Regions from separate parts of the Mus musculus genome. Here region 1 is linked to region 2. The links are chromatin contacts, called in public promoter capture Hi-C maps. All regions are on one chromosome and are shown on one strand. The core of a region is the stretch at or near the end of the contact, and the rest is flanking DNA. Distances in the headings are between cores, read along the strand shown. Region 1 holds the start of Itm2a (integral membrane protein 2A). Region 2 holds the start of Magee1 (melanoma antigen, family E, 1).

The links. Promoter capture Hi-C pulls out the DNA fragments that hold promoters and counts their contacts.
Region 1: a contact with region 2 is called in a promoter capture Hi-C map of liver, with 6 times the contacts expected there. The contact joins the promoter of Itm2a here to the promoter of Magee1 in region 2. A contact is called at or near these places in 2 of 39 promoter capture datasets (hippocampal neurons and liver) and 1 of 115 datasets of contacts at active chromatin or transcription factors (astrocytes).

The regions. Positions count from the first base shown.
Region 1 is chrX:107,401,814-107,404,667 of GRCm38.p6, reverse strand. It overlaps Itm2a (integral membrane protein 2A), which reads left to right and starts at 1,308. Exons shown (of 6, transcript NM_008409.2): 1 at 1,308-1,562. The coding sequence starts at 1,452.
Region 2 is chrX:105,119,060-105,121,840 of GRCm38.p6, reverse strand. Magee1 (melanoma antigen, family E, 1) reads right to left here and starts at 1,463. Exons shown (of 1, transcript NM_053201.4): 1 at 1-1,463. The coding sequence starts at 1,230.

The DNA.
Region 1 (2,854 bases), core at 59-2,558, 2.3 Mb before region 2:
ATCAGAGAATATGAACTCTGTCTTTGCAAAGCCCCCACAGTCAAGACAGGAGAGGGCTTTAGAGGCAAAACAATCTCCATGGGAAAAACTCCAAGTTAGAATTTCTTGGACAGAAGGGAAGCAACTCAGCATATTCAAGTCTGTTCAGTTAAGTTGATGAGTAGGTGGGGAATTCTCTAGTAAAACGGTGTTTTGTTTTGTTTTGTTGGGGCTTTGTTTTGTATTGCTCCCTTCATACAACAGACCTCTATTCTGTTTTATGTAGCAAGACTATTTATAAACTCTCTACCACCAACTCTAAATCACCAGCCACCACAGCTTGAATTTCATTAGTTAGGCTCTTTATGTCACCAGTTTAAGAGAGCTGACTGAAGAAACACTTTAACTCTACTAGACGGATATCCATGTAAATCTTCACAATGCTTTGTAAGCCAGTCCGTCAGATAGTTTTCCTATGAGAGCCACACCAGCATCTGGTTATATTGTGTATGCCCTACATCCCTGAACACATAGGTACACACACCCCTGCTTCCCCCTACCCACCCCCCGCTGGTTACACAGCTGGTGGCTGAAGAGAAACAGGCTCTGGGCTGAGACCTTACTCTGGCTATCCCGATCAGGGAGAAAGAAATCTGGGTTATTTCACTGATTCATTAGGAAAGAGCTTTCTACCCTCCCTTCTCTGGATCTTATCATGTCCTGTCTGCAAAATGAGGAGTTAGGGAGACAAAAGCCCCGTCTTCCTCATCTAACATTGCTTTAAGTTGGAAAAATAAAATTATAAAAGAAAACAAAAAGCATGAAAGGAAAAACAATGTTGGACTATGAAACAAGCAACTACAAACTGACTTCTGGGTGTTCTTTAAACGGAAGATAGTCTAAAGGTGTAGAACAGTCAGGGAACTGTGCTTTCTGGCCTGGGTGGGTTGCAGAACTCAGAAACCTTGGGTTGGCTCCAAGTTACAGTCCCTGGCCCCGCGGGGGGCCAGGCCCAAGTTTGGGAAAACAGAGTCAGGGGCTATTGTGGTCCAGACAGAAGCAGAAAGACACGACAGGCAAGCTTCCTTCCTGCCTTGCTCTTATCTGAGGGTGCAGAAGGCAGTAGGAGCATGCCTGGGGTGCAGGTGAGGCATGTCTACCCTAAGCCGGCCATCAGCTCCAGTTCCCCTCTCTTTCCAACTAAGCAGCTACCCACCCCCACTCGGTTGCACTGCAGAGCTCGGGCCCCCTCCCGCTCCTCCCTCAGCACCTCCCTGGCCCCGCCCACCCTCTCCCACCCAGCCTGGGACTGCGTCATAAGTAAGCCCAGACCTGAGCTCGCTGCTGCCTGTGGAAGACTGGGAGAGGAGACACTAAGTGCTGCTCAAGCAAGCGCGATCCTCTCCTCTTTCAACCTGCAGCCCAAGATACTGATTCGAGCCGCGCCTTACCGCGCAGCCCGAAGATTCACCATGGTGAAGATCGCCTTCAACACCCCTACGGCGGTGCAAAAGGAGGAGGCGCGGCAAGATGTAGAGGCGCTCGTCAGTCGCACTGTCCGAGCTCAAATCCTGACTGGCAAGGTAGTTCCCACTGGGCCCACCTCTGTCTTCTGGGGTTTGGGGATGGAGAGAAAAGGGGGAATATGCAGGTGCAGAGAGTAAACTGTTGGCTGCCCTGCAGCGGAGTTCCAGGCAGGCCAATCTGCATTGAGTTGAGTGGGTCACCTTTTACTCTGCTTCAACTTATTCCCTCTGCATCCATGCGATTCTATCGCTTAACACCACCTACCCCAGGGAAGTTGTTGGAAGGAGTTTGAAGAAATTCCTGCATGTCATTTGTTCTGAGAAATGGGTTATGGAATTATCCAGAGAAGCAATTATAGCTACAGGGGCCGAGCAGCCACACGGAGTGAACAAGGGCAAGAGACTTAACTGTTCTTTATTTTTGACATGGGTAAAGTTATATGAATCTCTGTCTTTGTAGGACTGCTTTTGTGGCGGTTGAATGGAGGCAAGGGGCAGCCTGAACTCCAAACTGTATGTTCTGGGGAAAGTGTGTTTCTGCACGCGCATGAGCGCGCGCGCGCGCGCGTGTGTGTCTGTGCACGCGCGCGCGCACACCACCCCCCCACACACACAATTTTAGTTAGTGTTAAGGGTTAGATAATGGAGCTATTAAAACATATATTGGTTTTAATTCTTGATAAATCACGTTTAAAAATAAAATTTGAGATCTTATTGTTTTGGTTGTTATTATTTTTTACTTTTTATTATTTTTTTAGCAATATCCCTCATATAGCCATGTGAAGCATATCCATGTTGCTATTTAAACAATTCATTTTCCAGGCACTGGAGAAGTTCTCTCTTCCTAGGTTGTTCATCTAGACAAATTTATATTTCCTTTTAATGCCAACCATGTTTGTAGTGTCGATAAACTCTTTTTCCTCAGTTAAATCTTAGTTTGAAAAAGTGATAATATTTTCTTCTACTTCTGTGGAATCTGCAGTACTGGAGCTCGATCTGCCTTAACTTGTCCTGGTGTCTTTAGAGAGTTTTCTCTTCTAGGTTCAGACTGGATATTTGAAAAGTGCTTTGAGTGACATCTGAATGCATATAGTAAAACATAATTATGCATACAATTTGGAATGCCAATGTGCGCTGCCGCAGAACTTTCATCATGGAAACTTCCGATATTTAACTGCAATCAAACTAGCTTTTGTGTATCACACATTTTAGAACTCAAAAGTAACACCCCCCTTGCATTGTTGAGGTTTTAATTAAATGACACAAGGTCAAAAATATGTAGTTGTCTTCCTACTAACTTTGTAAATGAAACACGGCCAGATTTGAGGGGAGGTCTAAGGAGATGCCAG
Region 2 (2,781 bases), core at 214-2,713:
CTTTTGCAGAGCACGGGAGGTGCTCTTGTTCCTGCGCTCAGAAGCACAGCAGCTCAGTGCTTCCTCGGGGTTATTAGCTTCAGTGGGCATCCCAGAAGCGCTAGGGCCCTCGGCAGCTAGGGACATCTGCGAGGTGCTCGACCCCTCCCCCAGGCAGTGCAGCTCCGAGGTGCTCCGGCCCTCCCCGCAGGGAAGCAGCTCACAGGATCCCTCCGCAGCGCATGGCGCCAGCGAGCTGCAGAAGCCCTCAGCAGAAATGGATGACAGGGACGAGCTCAGGCCCTCGGCTGAGGTGCTCGGGCTCTCACAAGCAGCTGATGGCACCGAGGTGCGCAGTCCCTTTTTGGAGGTGGGCGGCACGTTGACGTTACATCCCTCCATTATGATGGGCGACACCCAGGAGCTCTGGATCTCACCGGAGGGGGGCGACATGGAGGCGAACAGTCCCTCAGCGGAGGGGGGCGGCGCAAAGATGTCGGGTTCCTCCAAAGCGGAGAACAGCATAGAGATGCTCAGGCCCTCACCGAAGGTGGGCGGCAGGTTGATGCCCAGTCCATTAGAGTCAGTGGGCGGCACCGAAGTGCTTGGGTCCTCACTAACGGAGTAGGGCTCGTTGATACCCGGTCCCTCCGAGATGTTGGGCGACATAAAGATGCTCAAGCCCTCATCAGAAATGCCCGATTCCTCAGAGAAGGTGGGCGGCACCGAGATTCCCGGGCCCTCACCCAGGGTGGGCTCCATGTTAGGGCCCCCATCAGAGTGACGCTGCTCAGAGATGGCCAGCCCTTCTGAGACAGGGAGATGCTCATAGGCCTTTGAGCCTTTAGGAGCAGTGGGCGGCACAGGGCTATTCGGGCCCTCCGAGGCGGTGATTGACATAGCGGTGTTCAGCCCTGCGGAAACTGCAGGAGGCCGGGAGGCGCCCCGACCCTTCCTGGAGGTGGGCATCTCGGAGGTGTTCGGCCCCTGGGAAATGATGAACTGCCTAGGGGCGCTTGAGCCCTCTGAGGCGGTGGGCGGCACAGAGGCGCTTGGGCCCTCCCGGGGGGTGGGCAGCATGGAGGTGCCAGGGCCCTCAGAGGCGCGGAGGCCCTGGAGGATCTTAGGATCGTTGCGATCCCGAGGGACGTCTGGGCCTGGCACAGCAGCAGGGTGACCCTTCCCGTTGTTTCTGCGCGCATTGGCCCTTCCACCGCGGCGGCGGCGCGAATTCTGGCTTACCAGCGACATGGTCCTGTCGACCGACGTGTGGAAGCTGACACTGACAGGCCCGCGATCTCACAGACGAGGGGGAGAGGTATGTAGGCGCCTCTGCACGGAACTGCCGCTAGAGCAGGAATGCTGCTGCTGCCAGGCCCGAGCAAGTCGCAGGAGCAGAAATTAGAGGTGGTGGGCAAGAACGAAGGTTCTAGCCGACTGTGAACGCTAGTCTCAGAATGCTCGCCTCTCACACCCCGCCTTCTGCCGCAGTCCGCGCAGGCGCAGTTGGGCTCTGCGACAAGGCGACCCCGCCCAACCCAGCCTCTCCCGTGGGTTTGCGAAAGTGGACCTGGTGATTCTGCACCAAAACTGCGCAATGGCAGGAGGGAGGCTTTGATAGGAGACAAGGAGCTTGGAGCAGATGGGTAAATGGAGGTAATACTAGCTATTTCTCAAGAGTCAGGGTACCTACTAGAAGGTTTCTACCCAAGTGTCAGGTACTTGATAGATTTTCAAAATTGCATCCTAAGGATGCATTGGGGAAAATGTGCGTGGCGCATGGAAGGGTGCAGCTTTCATCCCCTCCCTTGTCTCCTCTGTCATTTTCTCTATCGAAACCTCTAATACCTCTCAAATTACTGCCCCTTCTCCAAAGGGCTGGGATTTAGTTCTACTTAGGAAACCTGTAGCTAGCTAGAAATTTTCACTGCACAGTCCCAACCCTTACCAATGTAGAAAAATGTAATCTCTTTTGTGGAGTCCTTCAATAGTGCTATTCCAACCACACCCAAAATTAATTATCCTAGGACAGTTAGTTAGCACCATGGGGTCTGTTAGAAAAACTCACTGTCAGGTTTTGAAAACTGCAATTAGCATGGTTTATGGAGGCAAGTCTCTGGGAAGGTTTCTATTAGTTACTAAAGAGCTACTGGAATATGAGCCAGCTAAAGCACAGGAAGCTGTCCAGAATTAGAAGGATAATGGATAGAAGGAAACATTTGGTTTCCTTATAGGGCCTCATGGTTACCTATGCTGCCAGTATTCTGCATGTTTCTGTGAAGTTAATCTTGTGTAGCTTTGTGCAGTACCAACTGGTTTTAACAGAATCAATCATATGGTGTCATATTCCAACAATATTTTATGTTATCCACATTGCATTCAGCACATGGGTCCACAAAATCGACTATGGGCCTATTACAGCATTACCTAAATATGTGCATATGATTAGCCTCTGAATCTTGGCTAATGTCTATGGTTAGGAGAACAGGCTCATTTTCATAAGTGAAACTTGTGGAGGAGCTTTCCCAAAGATTCTGCTACAGTCTATTAAAATCAAGCTGGTGAGAAGCAAGCCCAGAATGCAGTTAAAAATGCCATGCTATATTCTGCTGCAGCAGAAGACACGTGTACATTTGGGGAGTTGAGTGTTCCTTCTTGTTCACATTAGTGTGCATGAGAGTTCATGTTTCCTAATGACTGTCAAGCACACACAAAGAAGGGGCTCTTCCATGTGCCTGCACTAGAATTAAAAGAGATCACAATTTAAATAAAGTTGTTAATTTAATAGCTGCACACAAAATT